Regions from separate parts of the Macaca mulatta genome. Here all the other regions are linked to region 2. A link is a contact called in public Hi-C data. All regions are on one chromosome and are shown on one strand. Each heading gives the region's core, a stretch centred on a gene start, on an enhancer-like site or on the middle of the called end of the contact. The rest is flanking DNA. Distances are from core to core; before and after follow the strand shown. Region 1 holds the start of DHODH (dihydroorotate dehydrogenase (quinone)). Region 2 holds the start of IST1 (IST1 factor associated with ESCRT-III). Region 3 holds the start of TXNL4B (thioredoxin like 4B).

The links. Hi-C and Micro-C count contacts between places; a contact is called where the count stands out from the background.
Region 1: a contact with region 2 is called in a Hi-C map of fetal cortical plate, with 2.6 times the contacts expected there. The contact joins the promoter of DHODH here to the promoter of IST1 in region 2. A contact is called at or near these places in 2 of 14 Hi-C or Micro-C datasets (fetal cortical plate and liver).
Region 3: a Hi-C map of fetal cortex germinal zone shows a contact between it and region 2, with 2.5 times the contacts expected there. The contact joins the promoter of TXNL4B here to the promoter of IST1 in region 2. A contact is called at or near these places in 2 of 14 Hi-C or Micro-C datasets (fetal cortex germinal zone and liver).

Annotation. Positions count from the first base shown.
Region 1 is chr20:67,851,254-67,854,235 of T2T-MMU8v2.0, forward strand. DHODH (dihydroorotate dehydrogenase (quinone)) reads right to left here and starts at 1,551. Exons shown (of 9, transcript XM_077984538.1): 1 at 1,282-1,551. The coding sequence starts at 1,530. It also overlaps a transcript of ZNF821 not described here.
Region 2 is chr20:67,979,819-67,983,002 of T2T-MMU8v2.0, forward strand. IST1 (IST1 factor associated with ESCRT-III) reads right to left here and starts at 1,370. Exons shown (of 11, transcript XM_077984559.1): 1 at 1,284-1,370. It overlaps LOC144337700 (a long non-coding RNA gene), which reads right to left. Exons shown (of 4, transcript XR_013411133.1): 4 at 2,468-2,598. It also overlaps a transcript of ZNF821 not described here.
Region 3 is chr20:67,785,987-67,788,972 of T2T-MMU8v2.0, forward strand. TXNL4B (thioredoxin like 4B) reads left to right here and starts at 1,651. Exons shown (of 4, transcript NM_001257626.1): 1 at 1,651-1,917. It overlaps DHX38 (DEAH-box helicase 38), which reads right to left and starts at 1,371. Exons shown (of 27, transcript NM_001257881.1): 1 at 1,235-1,371.

The sequences.
Region 1 (2,982 bases), core at 301-2,800, 130 kb before region 2:
TTCAGTCATTCATCAAATACTGATTGAGCAAAGATGGCAAAACAGATCTTGCCCCTACCATCATGGAGAGTGTGATCTTATGAAGCGACAGACAGAAATCAATGATCATGCAAATACATAGTCATGGCAACTGTGATGAAGGATAAAAAGTATATGGTAATGAAAGTATTCAACCTAATCTTAGAGGTAAGGAAAGGCTTCCTTAAGGAAATGACTTAAAGCTGATACTCAAGGGATAAACGAATTGTTGGGAGTCTCTTTGAACCTATTCTGGTTCAATTATTTTTAAAAAGTTAACCAGAAGGCAGTAGGGAGAGGAAAAAGTGTAAAGGCTCTCTCAGTAGCAGAAGAGAATGAGAAAGGGAGAAAGTTTGGAACAGAGGAGTGAGGGAAAGTAAGGCTTAAGACGAAACAGGAGAAATGAGCAGGAGTTTGGCCAAAATCAACATGTGGGTTTTGTTCCCTAAGCCAGGAAATGACATGATCAGATTTGCTTTTAAAGATCCTTCCAAACTGTTAAAGAGATGTAGATCAAGTATTCATTGGCTGGGTGCGGTAGCCCACGCCTGTAATCCTACTACTTTGGGAGCCTGAGGCGGGAAGATCCCTTGAGGCCAATAGTTCTAGACCAGCCTGGGCAACACAGTGAGATCCCATCTCTCTCCATATATTTATTTTAAAAAGAGACTCAGGCCGAGCGCGGTAGCTCACGCCTGTAATCCCAACACTTTGGGAGGCTTACGAGGTCAGGAGTAATCCCAACACTTTGGGAGGCTTACGAGGTCAGCCTGACCAAAATGGTGAAACCCCGTCTCTACTAAAAATATCAAAATTAGCCAGGCGTGGTGGCGCGCGCCTGTAATCCCAGCTACTCAGGAGGCCGAGGCAGGAGAATCGCTTGAACCCGCTAGGCGGAGTTTGCAGTGAGCCAAGATCGCTCCACTGCACTCCAGCCTGGGCGACAGAGCGAGACTCCGTCTCAAATGAATAAATAAAAAGAGACTCAAGGTTTTCATTGCCTCCCTTGGAGACTGCACGCCTCCACCCCCCAACCCCATGCCAATCAACAAATATTTGAACACCTACTACATACGGGGATACAACTAAGAACTTTTCACATAGAGCCCCTCGCCCTAACAAAACTTTACCTAAAAGGACTGGGACCATGTCCTACTCTAGTTTCATTCCCCATTGGATCCTGCACACAACGCTAGGCGGTCATGTGTTCACTAAGCACCCCTGTGCCAGGCTCAAAAACATGGCCCAGACGCAGACACTCACATCAGCACCCATCCAGACCTGCAGGCGCTGTCTGCTCACGCCTGACCGAGTCCACGTGCAAATGCACACGCGCGAGCATTTACAGGCGTCCCCGGAAACACGCACACGTCCCGGGGGGCCCACTCTCCCGGAGCCGCCTTCGGTCCATGCCTCGCCCGGCCTGACTCTCCGTTCTTGCCCGCCCGGACCCCCGGTTCCCGATACACACTGCTCACTCGCGAGACTCACTTTCAGGTGTCTCCACGCCATGCTCCTTCCGTCAATAAGCCCGCCCCTGTCTCCGTTCCATTGGAGAAGATGGCAGCGGCCCCTCCTATCTCCGCCCCTTAGCCGCCAGCCCACCAATCGCCGGGCAGAAGGGTTGAGCGGTCGCCTCCGCGCAGCGGGGAAGGCCCGGCATCACCCCAGGTTCTGGTTGGGTGCGCGTGCGCAGTAGCGGCGGCCACACCTCTTCCGCCCGCCCTGCTCACGGTCTGCCGCTTCGTCGCCGGCGGTTGGCAGAGAAGCTGCTGCGCGGGGTTTGTCCGTGGTACCGCAGCCTCGAATCCGAGAGTCCGCTAGGCGTCGAGGCTCTGTGAGGAAGACAGGTGTTGAGGTCGTGCCACACACCGGTGCCTTTCTGCCTTTCTGCCGGGGCCGCGTTGTGACTTTTGTGGGCCCCTTCCTGAAGTTGTTTTAGTGTAGACATCAAAACGCTGTGTTTCACACCAGAAATATTTGTACAGTTTTTATCACTTTAAAAAATGAATTTTACTGCTGTGTTGATATAAAGATGAATATGTGAATATATAAAGTTTTTCAACTTAAAAGTTGATTTTTCTTAAGGTTTTTTAAGGAAATTAAAACATTTTCTTGAGGCTCGGTGGCTCACGCCTGTAATCCCAGCACTTTGGGAGACCGAGGCAGGCGGATCACTTGAGGTCAGGAGTTCGAGACCTGGTCAACACCCAAAACCCCGTCTCCACTAAAAAAATAAAATAAAATACAAAAAATTAGCCGGGCGTAGTGGCGGGCGCCTGTAATCCCAGCTACTTGGGAGGCTGAGGCAGGAGAATCGCTTGAACCCAGGAGGTGGAGGTTGCAGTGAGCTGAGATCACACCACTGCACTCCAGCCTGGGCGACAACGCGAGACTCTGTCTCAAAAACAAAGAAAAACAACCAAAAAAAAACCCATTTTCTTGAGACCCTAAAAGTGTCAGAGGCCCTTCCCTGGCCCTGCACCTGTTATGCCTCCTGGGGAAAGTGTCCCTGGTTAAACCTTGGCATTCTGGTGCAACAGATGTGGAGGTGTTTTTTTAAATACTGTTTCTAATCAAGACCCTGAGTGTGCAGCCCTGTTGGAGTGTGGTTTACTGCGGGGATTTTTTTTTTTTTTTTAAGACAGAGTCTTGCTCTGTTGCCCAGGCTGGAGTGCAGTGGTGCAATCTCAGCTCACTAGGAGCTCCACCTCCCGGGTTCGCGCCATTGTCCTGCCTCAGCCTCCTGAGTAGCCCAGTTTGGTTCTGACCTCAATGCTCCCACTCAACTTTTGAGTCGTGGTGTGCGTCTAACTGAGTTGCTGAAGCAAGGACAGTGTTCTCCCATGGTTACTGAAGAACAAGTGGCTGTTATCTATGTGGGTGTAAAGGGGGTATCTTGATAAACTGGAGCCCAGCAAGATTACAAAATTTGAGAATGCTTTCTTGTCTCATGTTGTCAGC
Region 2 (3,184 bases), core at 120-2,619:
CCTCCCAAACTATAGATCCGGGCCTCAACGCCTGGCTATTTTTTTTACTTTTGTAGGGGTTTTGCTATGTTGCCCACGCTGGTCTCCAACTCCTAAGCTCAAGTGATCCTCCCATCTAGCCCTCCCCAAGTGCTGGGATTACAGGGCTGAGCCACCACATCTGGCCACTTTTATCTTCTAATGACTATTATCAAGTCCTCCTATCCCAGAAGTTCTTAGGAAGCAAATTTCCCACAAACTATTGACTTGTAGGTACAAAAGCCAAAAGGCTTCTACTGGGAAAGGAAAGGGAAATATATACATATATATTTCAACTATTATTTTGTTAAATTAGAAAATACAGACATAGGAGGGGTATAGATAAAACAAGATTAGGCAAGAGTTGATCGTGTTTGAAGCTGGATGAGGATTCACTGTACTCCTGTCTGCTTGAAATTTTCCATAATAGTTAAAATATTACGTATAATTTTAAAATTCAAGTTTCCCCTAAAGATCTGTTTAAGACCAGACTTTAAGTTTACTACGACAGAGAGTGAAGCTACTGTGTCTTTTGTAATTAAACCTACAGCTCCTGAGTCCCGACCCTCCTCAAAGTTTACGCTGTTGAGTTCCAAGAGCTCACCTCCAGCACCCCGAAAGAGGAGCGCCGACAAAAACAAACAGGAGAGGCGCAAGGATCCTCCCAAGATCTCTCACCACACAAGCAGGGATCCGAGAAAGCGGGCAGAGGCCGCTCCTTGCTTCAATGAAAGAAAATGTAATTTTCTCCGGCCAAAGTGGACCCAAGTCCGGCCCCCCAGCCCAGGAACAAGCCCAGGAAGCCACCCCGCCCACTGGAAGCGTCCGGGATTCAGGGGCATCTGCCTCTCGCAGCACTGGAGGCCCCGACCTTCCCGAAGTCTCTCCAGGCCAGAAAAGACGGGGTAGGGGTGTCGCCGAGGAGCCCTCGCCGAGGCCGCGGTATTTCCGCCCCAGGGAAGATACACCTCGGGGCAAGAGTACTACGGAAAGTTAAGCGGCTTCGGGTATCCAGGACTAGCGGCCTCCGAGCCGCTCGCGGTCCTGCCACGCCCACCCACCCAGGCATGGGCAGCCTCCTACGCCGCGGGCCCTCGAGGGCCTGACCCCCGGTCTGACCCCCACTCCCACGATCCTTCCCTTTCTCCTCAGCTGCCCCCTCCGAAGTCGTTTGAATCCCGGGCCCTAGCGCTAGAGACCGCTAAATCCGGAGCGCAAAGGGAAGAGGAAGAGGAGACCTCTGACGCCGAGGATGCCACACTCACCTAACCGAATCCTGCCGTGAATGCAGCAAACACCGACTTCAGAATCTGGGTTCAGCATCCAAAATGGCGGCTCCTCGGCCTGAGAGCAGCAAGCACGAGCGGAGGGATCCACGGGGCCGAGATAGCCACGCCCTCCTTTCTAGGGATTGGCTGCGCGATCGCCGCTGCCGGGACCCACGCGCTGACTCGGGGCACCTTCCCTTGGTTTCCTTTGGAGTTGGCGCGGCTGGGGACTACTTCCCGTGGCGGAGGCACGGGAGACGATGGCAGACGCGACACGCCGACTGAGTCAGCTGTTGGGCCGTGCCCTTAATTTCGCTCTGGGCGAGGTGAGGCCAGCAATGGCTGCTGGTTCTCGGACTCTGCGCTTATGGCCTCACCGCGCCCAGTGCCTTGGTTCCGGATTCTTCCATAACCTGCTCCCAGTACTGCCTCTGTGACGCCGGGAGTTGCTCCCTGAGATTTGTTGCCGCCCTTCGCTGGACTTTCGCCCTGGGTGGAGCGGCCGGGCGGGTTTCGAAGCCTGCGTATCCCTGACTCTTCACCCAGAGCCTCCGAGTCCCTCTACTGGCTTTTCGCGTTCCCCCGCCCCGCTTTTAAGCCGTCCGGTTGCCCTTTCAACCAGCATCGCTCCGGTCTGTGTGGTGTAATTTAGTAGTGTTCCCCCAGCACCACATTCTCTGGCGATTTCCCTAATTTATCTCGGTATTCAAAGAAAACTTTTTCTTTGGTTACCTTTCAACTTATCTCTACTTAAGTTTGGAAGGGGCCTTCCCAGCACTTTGAGAGGCGGGGCGGGAGGATCTCTTGAGCCCGGAAGTTGCAGACCAGCCAGGGCACCGTGGTGAGACCCCATTGCTTAAAAAAAAAAAAAAAAAAAAAAGTTAAAAATTAGGGAAGCAGCAATGCGCACCTGTGGTCCCAGCTACTCGGGAGGCTGAGGCAGGAAGATCGCTTGAGCCCAGAAGTTCGATGCTGCAGTAAACCGTGATCACGTCACAGTGCTCTAGTCTGGGCTACAGAAAAAAAAAAAAAAAAAGGCCAGGTGCGGTGGCTCACGCCTGTAATCTCAGCATTTTGGAAGGCCGAGGCAGGTGTATCACCTGAGGTTGGGAGTTCGAGACCAGCCTGGCCAACATGGAGACACCCCGTCTCTACTAAAAATACAAAATTACCCGTGGTGGCCGCATACCTGTAATCTCAGCTACTGCGGAGGCTGAGGCAGGAGAATCACTTGAACCCGGGAGGCGGAGGTTACAATGAGTCGAGATCGCGTGATTGCACTCCAGACTGGGCAAGAAGAGCGAAACTCCGTCTCAAAAAAAAAAAAAAAAAAAAAAAAAAAAAAAAAAAAAAAAAAAGGTGGGGGGAAGAAAAAGAAATGAGCCTCTAGAAGGAAGTCATTTGCTTCCTGCTGTAGAGGCTGCATCTGACTCTTGAACCGGGGCAGTCATATGACAAGTAGGAGCTAGCCGTTACCATAAGATGTTGATATGAATTTGGAAATACTGTATCTTTATAACCATTTGCAACATTTCAAGATAAAACCAGGTTCCATGCCGGGCGCGGTGGCACACGCCTGTAATCCCAGCACTAGGGGAGGCTGAGGCAGGTGGATCACCTGGGGTCAGGAGTTCAAGACTAGCCTGGCCAACATGGCGAAACCTCGTCTTTACTGAAAAAAAATACGAAAAAAAAAAAAAAATTAGCTGGGCGTGTTGGCAAACACCTGTAATCCCAGCTACTCCAGAGGCTGAGGCAGGAGAATCGCTTGAACCCAGGAGGCGGAGGTTGCAGTGAGCCGAGATCTCGCCATTGCAATCTAGCCTGCGCCATAGAGCAAGACTCGTCTCAAAAAAAAAAAAGTGCGGATATTTTTGGCTGGGCGTGGTGGCTTATGC
Region 3 (2,986 bases), core at 401-2,900, 190 kb before region 2:
AGGTTAGGAAAAGGTGTTACTGAGAAGTATTTAAGTGGCTACAAGACTTCTGGCACTCAAGTTGGAACAAGCTTCTCTTTACCTCTCACTACACATCTGCCACTCATGAACATATACCAGTTCTGGGTGCTTGGATAATTCCTCTCATTCCAACAAGTTAGCAAAGCAAAGGAGGTGCCACCAGAATCCAGAATTTTTTACCAAACTCTAATTAAATGCACAGCTCTATAGAATACTGCCAAACAGACTGGACACATAATATTAATGCAGAAACAAGAGTTACATTTTGAAAATGCCATCAGGCAGAACAGAAAAAAGAAAGCTGCATATTGGTGACATCTGTACGTATGCGAGGAAATCCACACAAGAAAATAAAGATATACAGGCTCTGCTCAATAGTTGTCTAAACTAGGAAATGTACCCTGGACTGCCATTCTACACAGGTGAGAGAACACTGGATGTGTCGTTGACTGCTGTAGTTCAATGTCTAGCAAAATAAGCGTTTGATCAAGTTTAAAATGAATTAATTTAAACTTATTAAAGGAGAACAGAAACCCAAACATTTCTGGAGACAGCAAAGGAAGATTCCAGCAACACATGACAAGGAGGCAGCCAGACAGGACTTAACTAGCTGCTGAGAAGAACAAATAAGAGCTAAAGAGCAAGATTCTTGAGAAGAATTAATGGCAAAGAAACTACAAGGGGTACGAGAAAGCCAGGGAAGAAAGAACCTAGATTCACGCATTCAACAATTATTCACTGAGGGCGTTCCTGAGCCAATTGCTGTTCTCGGCGACAGCAACAGAGAAGACAAGACAAAAATCCCCGCCCACCTGAAGCTGACATTCTAGTAGAAGAGATCGCCCACCAGACTGCCTGGTATAAATAACACTGTGAGAGAGCAGAGGAAGACACAAGGAGTCCTACTCGGGCTGGGAGACAGTCTGGGGTGGGTTACAGCGGAGGCCTGGGAGAGGGAGCAAGGCCACTCCAGGCAGCATTACTGGATCTCGGCGAGGCCGCTCCAGGCAGCAGGATTTGACCAGAGCAAGGAGAAAGGCCAAAACGGGCAGGACGGGTGCAGCATCCCTGAGGTGAGTAAGGCAAGGTGGGTGACAGGGACGACAGAGGAACTCCCCAAACGGGCCCGGACCTAGGCAGGGAACCAATATCCGCCGCCTGGAGCCGCCATCATTATAGAAGAGCAGGCCAGGAAGGAAGAAGGGACTCTCACCTCACCAAGCGCGACTCTTGGGACCCTTCTGTCCCGGATTTTGGGGCGCCGGCGCTGCCACCCCTCGCTTAGACAGGCTCAAGGAGCCAAAATCCACACCTTGAAAGCGGCCATTATTGTCCCTTAATACCTTGCGCGGCCCCCTCTATCCGCCCAAAGCTACCATAGAGAGCAGTCTGGAACACGCCGATTCCTGGATCCAAGTGTGGAACGGAACGCCAACAGGCTCTCAAGGCCTCCTCTGGGGCTCTGATCAGAGACACTTCCGAGTCTCCTTGTGACCAATCACAGTCTAAAAGACGACATCCCGCCTCTAGTCTGAGGGCAGGAAAAGGAGGGGAAAAAGCTCGACCATCTTTAACACTGGCGGAGGTGACGCCTAGCTTCCGGTCAGAGCCGAGCAAGGTGGGCGGTGACTAGAAGCTCTTCTGTTTATTGGGCTGTTGAGCGGGGGCCGACCGACGACTGGGAGTTTGTTTTCTGTGCTTGTGCGTTTTCTATTCGGCTTCCTTCCCGTTAGCGGGGCCACAAGGGTTGCTAGGCAACAGGTCCTGGGTGACTTGGCCTTAGGGTTCTGCCCGGCTTGGGGCTGATGAAAGGAGCCGTCCGCGCCCGGGCTCTTCCGAGAAGGGGTTGCCGACAGTCACAAAGTGGAAGGGAGGGAGGCGGCGTGGACGAGTAAGGTAAGTGCTACGGTCCCTAGCGCGTGTGGGCCAGGAGCAGCGTAACACAGGTGACTTTAAATACATATATCGGATATTTTGGAAAATAGAGATGCGCGCCCCGCTGTAAATAAAAATCACCCGTGCCTTCATACGCAGAGGTGACCACTAATGGTGTTTGGGGATATTTATTTCCAGTTGTTTTTGTGGAATACATTGTAATAAGGTTTTGTACAAAAGTGAGTTCAAAGTTTTTTTCTTTTTTTGGTGTTTCTGCAGTTGTGGCGCGCGCCTCAGGTTCCAGCTACTCGGGAGGCTGAGGCGGGAGGATTGCTTGAGCCTGGGAAGTTGAAACCAACCTGGGCAACATAGCGAGACACCGTCTCAGGAAAAGAGAGGGAGAGAGGAAAGCAGTGGAGTTATTGGTCAAAGAGTATGTTCCCTTTCTTTCCAGAAAGATTTTGTGCCTGCATTCCTGTAGGGACTCCCTGTGTCTGCCCCTACATTCATACTCTTGCCATTATTGTGTGCCACTGTCTTGTTTAATTTTCGCCAATTCAGTGACTTTGTAAACATATCTTATAATTTACTAGTAAAGCTTAACTTTTCAAATGTATTTACTGTCCATTTGTACCTTTTCTTTTGGACTAGAAAGTTGGTGGCCTGTATTCTAGTCCTTGTCGTTGTAACAGGAAGTGCAACTGTAAGCAAGCTAGTTTGTAAAATGACGGGGTTGGATTAAGCCCCTTGTACCTCAGCATTTTATGATTTGTTTATGGAATTGTAGTTTTCACACACACTCTTAACTGATCTGTTTGCCATGTAATGAGGTGCACCTAGAATCTTTAAGCCAGGTTTTGTAATAATATAATGTACACAATAAACGACTGTTTAAAATGTGTAACAACACATGCAAGAAATAATATGCTGCCATGACAAAGAATATGGATGTGTTCTATATAGAGGTATGGGGCAATTTTCATAGGTTAGGTTTGAAATAATGAAAAGTGCAGAAGAGTAGATAAAGTGTGTGCGCTGAACATCTGCCACTGGTCCCTCCACAGCCATTCTTCATCCTCCTCTAGACTTC